Regions from separate parts of the Zea mays genome. Here regions 1 and 3 are each linked to region 2. A link is a contact called in public Hi-C data. All regions are on one chromosome and are shown on one strand. Each heading gives the region's core, a stretch centred on a gene start, on an enhancer-like site or on the middle of the called end of the contact. The rest is flanking DNA. Distances are from core to core; before and after follow the strand shown. Region 1 holds the start of LOC100194083. Region 2 holds the start of LOC606444 (4-hydroxyphenylpyruvate dioxygenase 1). Region 3 holds the start of LOC100382579.

Region 1 (4,560 bases), core at 1,041-3,540, 200 kb after region 2:
CGATTGCACGTGGCTCCACCCGAGGTAAAACACTGGTTTTACCTTTGCCTTGTGGCTCCTTCCGAATGAAGCCACCGCTGGCCGACCCTTCTCTTATCCTATAACAGGGGGAGGCTGGTCTCATGGCAAGGGACACGAGAGATCGGACGGGATCAAAGGGAGAGAGCTCTTAGGCAACCGGACACCTTCAGATGGACATGAACCTACAAGGACGAACACGAGGAGGAGGAGTGCTGACGAGCACCGGGAGACCGAAGCCCCGCTAAACCAAGACTTAGCTAGGACTCCACCCAACAGCTTCTAAGCTCCACTTCCACCCTGATAAAGAGACTTGGGAGTCTCTCCTTCCTCTCTCGATCGCTTATAACCCCTACTACGAGTTTGATCATCAATGGTGTCGGTAGCGCAAGCCACCGATGACTAGAAGTAGGGACGTTCTGCCCGAACCAATATAAACTTTATGCCATCCGTGCACACCTTCTGAAGCCTGGAACACACACAATAAATTTACTTGTCGGAGCGAGGTACGAAACACCGACAATCCTTGTATCAGATTGTTCGAAGGAAAAGCGACATTATGGCAAGAGTGTTTACTGTTGTCCCATTAAATGTTTCCTTCCGTAGGGCATTAGTTGGACAGAACTTGATCTTATGGAATAATTTAGTGTCACGTATTTTTCATGTCCAATTATCCGAAGGAAATGATTTGTTTAGATGGAATCTAAATATCCCACGGTTGTGTTCACGGTCCAATCTATGTATAGGGTTGTGATTAACAATGAGAATTTATTTCGTCGTGAACTAATATGGAGTTTGAAGTTACCACTAAAGATTAAAAAAATTATGGTATTTATTCAAAAGGGTAGTTCTAACTAAGGACAACCTAACCAAACACAACTTGCAGGGTAATAAGAAATGTGCTTTCCGTGATTCAAATGAAACCATACAATACTTATTTATCAACTGCCATTATGCTCATTATATGTGGAGACTACTATCTTGTTGTTTTGGTTTACCCCCTCCCAGGCCGATGAGCCATGTGTTTGGTTCATGGATGTTAGGAGTTAACATGAGGACTAAAAAATGATTATTACAGGTGTTTCAGTTTTATGTTAGGCTATCTGAATAAGTAGGAATGATCTAGTCTTTGACAAAAAAAAAAACCTTGTCTCAGTGATTTGCAGGTTCTTTTTAGAGGTACCCACTGGCTAAGGTTTTGGATTCCTCTGCAAAAGAAGGATGAAGATAAGGATCTAATAAAAGCAAGTTGTAGGCGCTTGGAGATAATCGCCATGCAGATTTTTTACGCACTTTAGGCCTTGTTCGGTTAATCCTGTTACCTATGGATTGGACGGGATTGGAAAATATTATGAAGAAATTTGACTTGCTTGGGATTTAAACCCACCAAATCCCACTCAATCCATATGGATTGAGAGCTAACCGAACAAGCCCTTAGTTGGATTGCATGTGTCTATTTTGTGGGTGGTAGTGTGATGCTTTTGTAAGTTCGGCCCTAATCTCTTATGAAGGGAAAACCAGAACTGTTTCCATTATCTAAAAAAGAAAACTAGGATGCTAGTTGAAACCAACTTTTGCCTGACAAATTGGGTGCGATCCTCTTGACGCCTAATCTTCCTTAAATGATTAATTATCATTAAATTTCTTTGAATTAAAAAATACAAGTCCAAGCTATATTTAAATTCGACAACAAAGAAAAATGAAGAAAATAATTAAACCAGTCACTTTTAAAATAGATTAAAGATAGACTTCTCTTTGTGTATCATAAACAAAGTTAGAAACCCGTTTTCAAGAAACTAGGTTGCAAATACCAAATATGCACATCCATTTTTTTTGTCTCCATAAACCAGTTTCTATAAAACTAGTTCAAAGAGGTCCTAAATTAGTTGAAAACTACCAATATAAATCGAACATATTTCTCATGCAAAAATTAAGCTAGCTGCCATATAGCAACTCTATTTCTAAAAACTGTCGTTGTTGTCTAAAAAATATGAGAAAGCGTGCTGATGAGCGTATACGTAGTCCTGTGATGAAACAGTGGCAACAAAAACAAAAATGCGAACACAACAGTGACCGTCTCCTGAATTGAAATCACTGTTCACGTCACACGCTTCGCTGTTTACCCGACGACGTGCACAAAACGGAACGCGGTGTCTTTCTCTCTCAGCTCTCTCTTTCTCTCTGCGCGTGCGCGCGTACGTGGCTCGTGGGACCGAGGTGGCAGCCACGGGCCCGGGCTTTAACTGCGCCAGTGCCTCCGCGGTCCGCGCCCAAGTACCCACCCCAAGGCATGAGCTGAGAGAGGCTGGGACTGGGAGGAGCGCAGGGCGCGATTACGCGGACGCTCCAGTCTCCACCCTCCAGAGCAGACAGCAAGCGCCCAAGCGCCATGATGTTGCCGCCGCCGCCACCACCGTCCTCCTTGCGCGACCTTCTCTCGCGGGAGCGCGTCGACGAGGACGAGGCGCCGCATCTGTCGCCGCGACGCGCCTCCGGGCGGTCACCCCCGCGCCGCGGGGCGTCGTCGAGGTCGTCCAGGCACACGTCGTCGCCGCCGCTGGCCACGACCACGACAACGACCAGGGAGGCGGAGGGGGAGGCCGCCGCCGCCGACGCGGTGGTCGCCGTGCTGTCCGCGTACGCCGGGAGGCTGCTCAGGGACGCGGAATTCAGGCGGGCGCTCCGCGACAAGTGCGCCGCGTGCCTCGCGCCCGCCGCGGGCGCGGGCGAGGACGACGACGCGGCGGCAGGCCGCCCCGTGCTGGCCAACCTCGAGCTGGGCATCGAGAGCATAGAGCGCCTGGCCGCGGACGGCTCCGCCGCGCAGCCACAGGCGCCGCGCGACGCCAAGATCCGGTCGCTCCGCAACTCCATCCGCCTCCTCAGCGTCGTCGCGTCGCTCCACTCGCCACCGCCGCCGCCGCGCCCCGGCGCCGCCGCGGGGGACGGCGGCGGCCGCACCTGCGGGGTGCCCAACTCGCACCTCGCAGCCTGCGCGCAGCTCTACCTCGCCGTGGTGTACAAGATGGAGCGCAACGACCGCGTCGCGGCGCGCCACCTCATGCAGGTGTTCGCCGACGCGCCGGGCCTCGCGCGCAGGGAGCTGCTGCCGGACCTCTGGGACCACGTGTTCCTGCCCCACCTGCTCCACCTCAAGGTCTGGTTCGCCAGGGAGGCCGACGACCTCGTCGCTGGCCGGGACGCCGACGACCGGCGCACGAGGATGAAGGCCCTGCAGAGGCTCTACAGCGACCACATGGACAGCGGCACGGCTCAGTTCGCTGTGTACTACAAGGAGTGGCTCCAGTCAGGCGCCGCCGCGCCGCCTCCCGTCCCCTCGGTGCCGTTGCCTTCGACGCCCAGGAGTTTCGACGGGCGCGAGAAGAGCTCGGCTTCGGTGCACAGAACCTCCATCAACAGAGACCTGTGGGTGAACCGTGAACCTTCCCATCCCACAGACTGCATTGCAAGAGCACAGGAGTTTCTCAGAGTTTATCTGAATTCTGCTTCCAGGTATAATGCGGTTTTCGGGACAGCTCTCGCTCTCGGGCAGGAAGACGTCAAGGATACAAAGCTGGACGATGGGACTGGACTAGCTCTGGATTTGGATGTCGAATTGGATCACGATGCTGCGGGCTTCAAGACACAGAAGCTTGCTCATGTGAGTCGACAGTTCCTTCAACTTTCTCCAGATGACTACTCTACTCCTAGATGGTTTGCCTCGTAGTAATAATATGTGTTTTTTTGTTTGGCAAGGCAAACTAGCATTGGCATCTATCTTTTAGACAAGTGACGAGTTGTGGTCACTGTTTGCAGCTGACAATTTAAGTGGTGCCAAGGAGACAGCCGTTTGATCCACGTACAGTATAATATTTGTTTTCTATGCCGTGGGGCCTTTTTTTTTGTCATATTCCTAGGATCCTCAGTTGTCTATGGTTGGTTGTAGACATGTAGCATCCACTGAGCTGTTCGGTTTAAAAAGCTTGCCTCCTGAACTGAGAAACATCTGTCCTTGACGCCTCATAGTATTACACAGTTAGCCATCAAAAATCCGATCTTGATTTAGGAGTAACATATTACCCTAAACTGGCAATGCAAAGTCCTTCTCTTTGCTTTAGAATAACACTGCTATATGTAGTGTTTTAAGCTACATGTTCCTGTTTGTTTAGTCCCGCATATATATATATATTTGAAGTTAGTTAACTTGAGCCCGTTTTGAGTAGACAGAGTAAAATGGGGCTCCAGGAAAAGCACTCCCGCTCTCGGAAAGAAGGCGCCGCTCTAGCAGAAACAGCACCTGCGCAGCGGAAATCATACTCCTTTCGACTGTTCTCGTGCCAAGGCGATATAAGCAGGAACGTGATCAGCCATCCCAAAGCAGCGAAGAAGGAACCCGTGGTGTCTGTCGAGAAAGAGCTGGACAGCAGCGAGCTAGCTCCTGCTGTCGTGCCTCTGCTGGAACGAGCGGTTTCCGTGGTATCCAGTTCGGACAGCCTGAGTCAGTGCGAGGACGCCGTGCACGAGGTCGCCAGAGCATGCTCG
Region 2 (4,188 bases), core at 1,534-4,033:
TAGGGTTAGGGTTAGGTTTGAGTCCCTATAAATATGTGTACCCATCTCCTATCAATATATCCACTTTTCACTTCTACACAGACCACTATATGCATTGATGATCTTCCCATCCAAGTGAAGTGTTGGATTTTGAGTTGTGCTTAAGTTGTCTGATATTGATGCATATGATAATCTACAGCATTCTATACAAACACTGCATGTCTGCATCAGATATATGGAACAGATCTACAGCATAATATATTGATGAATAGCATTTCTTTAATTTTACAGCCATACACGATACATATCCCTGGACAAAACTAGCAGCCTTCCATGGCCATGGCTGATGGCTCCAAGTGATTTCTGTACGTTTAAGTAGTTACCTGATATTGATGCATATATAATAATCTACAGCCCAGTGCTAGACTGCTAGTAGACAAGAGGCTTGCCAGGTCCATTTTGTGCTGTTCTAGCTAGGTCACAGAACTCAATATCAACACGTGAATGCCTGATACACCAAACAAGATGTCTAGATGCGCTTATCTTACTCTGCATTTCTATTTTACCTCTGCTTCTTTCAGGTTACTGAGATCAATGCGCAATCTGTTGTATTCTTGCCGCAGGATCACATCGACAGGAGCCAACGACAGCTGTCTTCTCATAAAAAAAAAGCACCAGGTGAGTACAAGAATCCCAGGAACAGATTCATTATGCCTCATACTGACCCTCGTCGTTATTTTCATGCAAACTTGTACAACAGAGATGCAATAGTGCATCATTAGTATCAGGGTTGTACCCTCTCTACCATCTATTACACCATCATAGCATCGTCCCATATATTCAACGGTTACAGAACACAAACATTTGCATGTCAAGTGTCACAAAGAACACGCTTCATTATTTCTGTTCCATGATACAAAGTGCCACAGCAGTTGCTCGTCTCCAAGCACTGTCCTAGGATCCCTGAGCTGCAGCTGCTGCAGCAGCTTGCTTGGCTTCAAGGGACTTCTCATAATCCTCGATGGACTTGAACAGCTGCGAGAAGTTTCCCTTGCCGAACCCGCCGCAGCCACCCTTTTGGTATTCTTGCCCCTTCTCATCCTTCTCCATGCACCCGATCCTTTGGATGATTTCCAAGAACAGCGTTGGCCTGAATGACGCAGCTGGTCCAGTTAGATTTTGGATTGCATAGGGGTCAAGGAAACCATGGCATTGACACTAGAATGCTGAGCTATGATCTTCAGAATTAAAGTGCAGGGGATTAATGATGAGAATGGAATGTTGACCATCATGTAATCAGCTGGGACATGGGAGCTCGAATTATGATTCACAGCATGCAAAAAGGATCCTCTTTTTTGCTGTCACGGTCTTCATAAAGATGCATCATGCATGGAGGCACAAAAAGAGGGTTTGATACCTTCGTACTGTATATATATTCTATATATGCCTGCAATCCTGAACTAGCTGAATACCTTATCCTGGAATTGTTCCTTTGCAATTCTAGATGCATCATGCACACTTGTAAAACAAAAAAGGTGAAAAAGATAACGATTTTACCTGTCCCCCACTGGCTTGGTGAAGATTTGGAGCAGCACGCCCTGGTCATCCCTGTCCACCAGCACCCCTAGCTCCTGGCACTCCTTAATCTGTGCTTCCGTGAGCACGTCCCCGGCGCGCCGCCTCACGCCGTCATAGTAGTCGGATGTGGGAGGCGCCATGAACTCGAAGCCGCCCATGGCCGAGCGCGCCTGCATCTCCCTCAGCGTCCTGAGCACGTCGTCGCTGGCCAGCGCCATGTGCTGCACGCCGGGGCCGCCGTGGTGGTCCAGGAACGTTTGTATCTGGCTGCGGCGCTTGGTGCCGTGCACCGGCTCGTTGAGCGGGAGCAGCACGTTCTCCGAGTTGTTGGCGAGCACCATGGAGTTGAGGCCGCTCTCCGCGGTGCCCACGTCCTCCGTCGTGAACTCGGCGAACTCGTGGAACCCCGTGAAGCCGGCGAAGTAGGCGGCGGCGGGCGCCAGCTCCGGCACGTTGCCGACGATGTGGTCGAACCTGCTCAGCCCGTAGTCGGCCGCCCCGGGGCTGGCCACGCCCTCGAACCCCGGCAGGAAGGGCTCGCCCGCGGCGCCGTCCGGGTAGCTCACGTACCGGAGCACGACGTCGCCGTAGAGCTCGACCTCGGCGAGGCGGAAGCCGCGGCCGAGGTCGACGGGGCCGAACGCCGGGCGCGCCCCGGCCGCGACGCTGGCGCGGAAGGCGTCCTCGGCGTCGGCGACGCGGAGCGCGACGGCGCGCACCGCGAGGCCGTGGTCGGCTGCGAAGCGCCGCGCGGCGGCGGCGGAGAAGGAGGGCAGCGCGGCGGTGGCAGCGTCGGCGCCGTGCGCGTAGGGCGCCGTGAAGAGGAAGGAGAGGGAGCCGGAGCGGAGCAGCAGGGACGCGTGCGCGGAGTTGCCCGTGGAGAGGTCGGAGCGTGCGGCGAGCGGCGCGCCCAGGCCGAAGGAGAAGCGGCCCGCGGCGGAGGCCGCGTCGGCGCACCAGAGCTCCACGTGGTGGAACGCGAGCGTGTGGAAGCGGTCGGAGCGCGGGTTGAAGCGGACGAAGTTGCGGTGGCCCACGAGGCGGAACGCCGCCTGCTCCGCTGCTGATGCCGCCGCCACGGCGGCGCCGGCTGCGGCGGCTGTGGGGGTCGGGGGCATTATCGTGCTTTGGTTTTCTCTTTCTCTTTCTCTCGGAGGGCGTGGCGTCGTGGACTCGTGGTGGCCTCTGTAGCTTGCAGAGCTGCAGTTTGCGGCTCGGGTGACTGCACTTGTTGGTGGGTGGCCCTGGGGATGGGGGACGACTGGTAAATAAAGGGAAGTGATGGGGGCCACGTGGACGGACGATTCTGTGGTTGCGGTTGCGGATGTGATTTGTCTTGTACTGCCAATTGCCAACGCAGAAGGCTCTCACAACTAGTGTGTGATGCTAGAACAAGGTACTCACATCCTCATTAGTCATGCCAAACAAGTTTAAGCCTATTTGGAGCACAAAGTTTAGCTATGAATTGCAATTCTACATGAATTAAGATTTAAGAACGCATGTAAATTTATTACCTATACCTAGCCTTTCAATGAGAATTTGAATAGAGAGATAAGAGTCATATAAAAGATACAAAGAGGTAAATATATTACATCTTGTCATTTTTCCTCCAAAACTTGCATGGAGGAAAGGTCGAAAGGAATCCATAGAAATTGATGGGACTGAATCCTTTGTTCTAAAGGCTTATGAAGGGAATTTTCTTGTAGGCAATGATAAATCCTTCGTATTTCCTCTATTACAAAGAGACCCTTACAATACAAAAGGACTCCCGGAGAGGTTCATACTGTTCTTGAATCATACTAAACGAGTTTGCTTTTCCCAACACATGTTATGCGCTTATGTTTTTCGAAAACAACATGTGTGTGCGTGTGTGTGTGTTGCACGATCTGTGTTCCAAGTAAGTATCAAGTAACCACGAGTGGGATCTTGTGGCTTAATTCTAGCTTGCATCCTACACTTGTTTTAACAAGAACCAGGTGGTAAAGCTTACATCTGCAGCAAGAGAAAAAGCTTGCGGCTTTGTCGTACCATCATGTCATCATCCAACCGAAACACAGTGATCATATGAACAAGGGAACACTCATCATTCCAAACTCACGAGTCACAGTACTGTTACCTGTATTGTATGGTCCACACGAGCAAGCAAGTACGATTGAGAGAAGAAGAAGAAAAAAAACACGCCATCAATTAAAAGACTCCAAAGCGTGTGCAACAACACATAGCGACGGGACGTGCCATCCCTGACACCACGAGGGGGTGTCCTTTGAGTGACACTGACACATGTGGTATCACTGTCTTACAGTGGCTCAGTACATCACGTCGCTGCGTTCTACTACCTCCTTTTCTCCTCGGCACGGTGACCCAGCACTCATTATGGAGTGGTTTGATGGCAATTGTTTGGTTCCCTGTACTAGATTTTAGACTCTGCGTGCAGACGAAGACCTCCGAGGGCAGGCTCCACGCCTCCACCCATACGCAAGACATCGAGCGTTTACTCGCATAAAGGCCCGGTGGATACATCTTAAGGTTGGATCAAGCTTCGAGGATATATGAACCAAACACACGGTTAGGAATACCTCTTTTACTACTGTAAGATCCTTAAAAAAACAACTGTAAAGTTTGAATATATCT
Region 3 (4,508 bases), core at 1,644-4,143, 230 kb after region 2:
GGTAGTAGGATTTTTACACCCATGCGTGATGCGTTCCGCTTTGCAGCTCCCGGATCAAAAGCTGACACAGCCTTTGAGCCGCCAACCCCCTCCCCCCCCCCCCCCCCCCCCCCCCCCCCCAAAGTTGCAGCGCAGTGCTGGTACCACTCGAGCTTTGCCAATTGGCGCCGCCACCAGCCCGCTGTTCCCGGGACCGGGATGATAGCTCTCCAAATCTGCCTCCTCCCAATCTAACACCAGTCAGCACGGTTGTGCTGGTACCCCGGAATTCAGAAACGCTCTAGCTATCAGTTCGAATTTTTGGATGGTAATCAACCTCCCAAGTAGGAACAGGACAGTAGTGGTACTGGCAAAGCAAGCGCATCCCAATCAGTCCCCGTGGTCAGATGACCAGCAGCACACACGCATGCCACCCTCTGAAAAACGATCGAGAGCGCTGGTGCAGAGTAGCACTCAACTGACTCAACAGCTCAAGTCAGCAGCAACTCACCATGCAAAGAAGGTGTCGGTTCATGGCTCGTTTCAACTTTGAAAGCTGTTGAGTGTCTGTATTTGCAAAGCAGAACTACTGTCTTGCTATCTTCAGTGTCTGTCAGCTGTACTTTACTAAGTACCAAACCTGTTTTCAGGTTGCTTCACACAATGATTCTACAAGATTAATTATGCACAACCGGAGAGGGTCTTTCCAGTTCACAAACCTCTACATTTCATCTAACAATAGACGATGATATCATGTGAAAAATGCGCCAAGAACAACGTAGCAAAAAAAAAGAGAAAACAAGCAAAACCAAATCACAAGTACCCTTCGCTGAATCACATCACTTGTTGTATACACTACGGACCAGAGCAGAGACCTGACCTTGGCTTTCGGCTCTATTGGACTTGCCATTCTACACAATCATCGAAGTCACTGCTAGAGCAGTCAAGCAACGCGTTCTGCTGCCGCTCGTACCGGCAGATGTAGTTCAGGCCGACGAGCAGCTCGCAGACCGCCGCCTCCGTCTTCTCCCGGTCGGCGAAGTACAGCGTCTGCAGCAGCAGCACGCTCCGCTCCGACACGACCCGCTGCTGCTGCTGTTCGAACTCGAAGCTCCGCTCGGCCTGCCACCGGACCGTGTTGTGGGCCATGGGGGCGAGCCACGCCAGCGTCGTCTTCTCGAGCGTCTCCCGCCAGTCGTGCGCCAGGAACGCGTCGTAGATCGCCGTGCTCCTCGCGCGGGCTCTCAGGCTCTTCCTCAGCGCCAGCTTCAGGCTCCGCGGCAGCATCTGGTACAGCTCGTCCCGCGCCTCCTCGCCCACGAGGTGCGGGTACCGGAGCAGCTTCTCGACGACGATGACGATGTTCGCGTAGTGCAGCGCGAGGGCGGAGCCGCCGACCGTGGACGCCGGCGCGAGCGATGTCACCGTGCTCTTCGGACCGAACCGCCGCGCCTTTCTGCCGATACTGCCACTGTTCGGTGCTGGCGGCGTTGTGGTGGTGGTGGTGGGTACCCCCTGCTCACTGCTGAATGGTGCAAGCATCCCTGATCTGATTGTGCTGCTGATGCAGCTGGAATCTTCTGAGAACTCGTCCTCGAGCATGTCCGTCCATGGCGCTGAGCTACTCAAGCTCAAGCAGTGCATGAACATCTTCCCGGGGCTGGCTCCACAGCTCGACCGAAAACTCACTGGCCGCGACATGTCTGGATGATCGACTCTGCAGATCGGCGCTGACCTGCCATCGCTGAGACTGCTTTGGAGTACGGGGCCTGAATCTGCTGCCACCATACCGGAGAGCTGCGGGATTTGCTCGCATTGCCCCGACTCGCCGACTCCCGTCATGGCCAGCAGGTCGAGCCCCAGAACGGGGTCGCCGAACACGAGGCGGATGCGGCCGTAGATGGCGCACACGGCGCGCGCGAGCAGGAGCACGGCCCTGTCGTAGGTCCAGTTCCAGAGCGACGCGTCCCTGAGCCGGCGCACGTCGTGGCGACGCCACCGCGCGCGCTGCTCGAGCGCGCGGCGGGCCTGGTCCGTGGGCGGCCTCCGCGCCGACTGCTCGAGCTCGGCGAGCGCGTCGAGCTCGGCGTAGAGCGCGGCGGTGGCGGCGGCGACGCGGTCGAGCCTGCGCACGAGCGGCGCGGCGTCGGAGCGGGAGGCGACGGCGGCGAGCGCGCCCGCGTCGGCGCGGCCGGCCAGGAGGTCGGCGTAGACGTGGCCGAAGCCCGCGAGCGCCGGGGCCGCGCACCGGCGGCCGAGGCGCGAGGCCACCGCCGCCACGCGGTTCAGCGCGTCCAGCTTCTCGGCGAGCGCCAGCGCCAGGAGGCGCGCGTCGTCGCCGGGCACGAGCGCGCGCACGGCGTGGCTCCCGAGGCACTGCGGGCCGAGCAGGCGCGCCGCCTCGGCGTCGGAGAGCGAGCGGTAGAGGCTCGCCGCTCGCGACATGGCGTTCGCCACCTCGAAGGACAGGATACCCACCCTGCCGTCGCCCCCCGCCGCGCCGCCGCCCTTGGCGCTCGCCGCCGGCCGCACCTTCTTGGAGGAGGAGAACGACGGCGACGTCGCCGCCATCGAGAACACCTTGTGCACCAGCGGTTGCGGCTCCGGCTCCGCCACCATGCCTCCGGCCTCGTCGTCGTCGGCCCCACCTAGTAGATCCTTTTTGCTTTTGCTGGGAAAACGAGTGCGTCGACCAGCCAAGAAGGAGGTTTGAATTGGAACCCTCGGTCAACAGCAGCAAGCGCCGAGCGGCAGGCCAGCGAAGCGAGCACGCAGAGATGTCAACACTCCAAGACAAGGCAAGGCTGGTACCGGTGGAACGGAAATCCCAAAAAAGAGAGTACCATTTCTTGTGGGGAGTGGCGCGCCAAGAGAACCCAACGTGGAGAATAGAGACGGAGGATGACGAAGGATTGAAGGAAGCGGAGGGGACGACGCGGGGGGGGGGGGGGGGGGGGGGGGGGGGGGGATGAGCGAAGAGGAAGCTAGCAGTAGCTACGAGGTGTGATGAGGGGAGGCGACGCCATTGATGCGCCCAACTCCTCGCTGGTGGCATTTAAAATCGCCATAAATTGGAGCGGGAGCAAGGCAACAAAAGCAAGCAGCCGCCGCGGGCGCCCCCTCGGCCTGCCTCTGCCTCACTCACCTCACCTCGTCAGCCCAGGGAAGCCGGAGTAGCGAGCGAGTCATTATGGGCTGACTGGTGCAATTGTTGAGTGCATCTGCTTCTGCACCCGACCCGGGGATTGAAGGGCAGGTGGCATTTGGGGGTGCAGAGGATTCCTTCTACCATTTCACGGTAAAGTACATGGCCATCCTTGTCAGGATCAAGGTTTTCCAATAGCATTAGATTTGGCAGCTAAAATCACACGTACAAACCTAAATTTTTACTCTAAAAAATATTCTATCATGACCAGCGAGAATTTCTACTCTATCTCACGGTGAAGTAAGTGGCTGTAGGACTTTTTTACTGGATACGTTACTCCATCTGTATCGTTTCCTTCACAGTTCTTCAGTGCAGATAGCCTAAAACGTGCTAATAAACTTACTGATTATTAGGCCATTCTCATTAGAAGATTCATTACACGGTTTCCAAAAGTGATACATCAATTTTTATTTATAAAAACCATGTATCCTAAGTTTTATCCAAATAAAATTCTCTCTTATCACATGAAACTCTCTCCGTATCTTTCATTATAAATATCGTGTCATGTCATCAAATATAGTGATACGTCATCTCATTTAATAAAAATGAAACTACGATCAAGGAATGGCCTTACTAGCAATTGGATTGTACATGCACCGATCTATTCTATACAGATCACCATTGTGATCATTTCACGGGAATCACTGCATGTCGGCGCTGTGCTGTGTGTTGGGTGTGTCCTCTACAGCCGGTCAATAGAGACTGGATTGGGCTTAACCCAACTATCGTTCCTTTAATCGGGCCCTTGATCGGGAGGGTCCACACTAACCTCGGTTGGAGCCCCCAGACACACGACGCTATATATAGGACTAAGGGGTCGCAGGAAAAACTAACGCTAGTACCTCGCCCCAAAACCCTAGTCCTCAGAGGCCCCATCGCCTAGACGTCGGAGTGTTTAGAAACGCGACAACCTACAGCGGCTCGGATCCCGATGCCTGCTGCTTCTCTGCAGGGCGACGGTATGAAGATAGCAACAACAATAAAGGTGTGTTTCCCCGTTCCTCTCAGTAGATAGTAGATCAGATCTACACGTCATCAAGATTTTACTTTCAGTTACAGACGGATTGGTATTCTAGGGACTTAGGAATCGATCCTAGGCAGTATAGATTCTAACAATGGTATCAAAGCCGTCCTAAGAACCCTAGATCTCCTAATCCGCATCAGTTTTATGAGATCACAGAAAAGTCTCGGATCAACATGATTGAACTATTTTTTTCGTTTATCACCCGAGAACAGATAGATTAAAATAGAAAGAATATTTTTTATCTCTCGGGTTAGGGTTTACCTAACCCTAAATCTAGGGTTTTGGCCACTAACAGAGATT

What was found. Hi-C and Micro-C count contacts between places; a contact is called where the count stands out from the background.
Region 1: a Hi-C map of tassel shows a contact between it and region 2, with 4 times the contacts expected there. The contact joins the promoter of LOC100194083 here to the promoter of LOC606444 in region 2. A contact is called at or near these places in 8 of 25 Hi-C or Micro-C datasets (bundle sheath, ear, endosperm and 2 more) and 2 of 3 datasets of contacts at active chromatin or transcription factors (leaf and seedling).
Region 3: a Hi-C map of root tip shows a contact between it and region 2, with 4 times the contacts expected there. The contact joins the promoter of LOC100382579 here to the promoter of LOC606444 in region 2. A contact is called at or near these places in 7 of 25 Hi-C or Micro-C datasets (bundle sheath, ear, endosperm and 3 more) and 1 of 3 datasets of contacts at active chromatin or transcription factors (seedling).

Annotation. Positions count from the first base shown.
Region 1 is chr5:86,052,750-86,057,309 of Zm-B73-REFERENCE-NAM-5.0, forward strand. LOC100194083 reads left to right here and starts at 2,291. Exons shown (of 7, transcript NM_001359389.1): 1 at 2,291-3,444; 2 at 3,532-3,679; 3 at 4,246-4,560. The coding sequence starts at 2,408.
Region 2 is chr5:85,853,585-85,857,772 of Zm-B73-REFERENCE-NAM-5.0, forward strand. It overlaps LOC606444 (4-hydroxyphenylpyruvate dioxygenase 1), which reads right to left and starts at 2,784. Exons shown (of 2, transcript NM_001112312.2): 1 at 1,537-2,784; 2 at 664-1,129. The coding sequence starts at 2,675. The coding sequence ends at 934. LOC100280793 (urease accessory protein F) reads left to right here. Exons shown (of 3, transcript NM_001352439.1): 3 at 603-878.
Region 3 is chr5:86,081,721-86,086,228 of Zm-B73-REFERENCE-NAM-5.0, forward strand. It overlaps LOC100382579, which reads right to left and starts at 2,894. Exons shown (of 1, transcript NM_001398740.1): 1 at 663-2,894. The coding sequence starts at 2,598. The coding sequence ends at 874.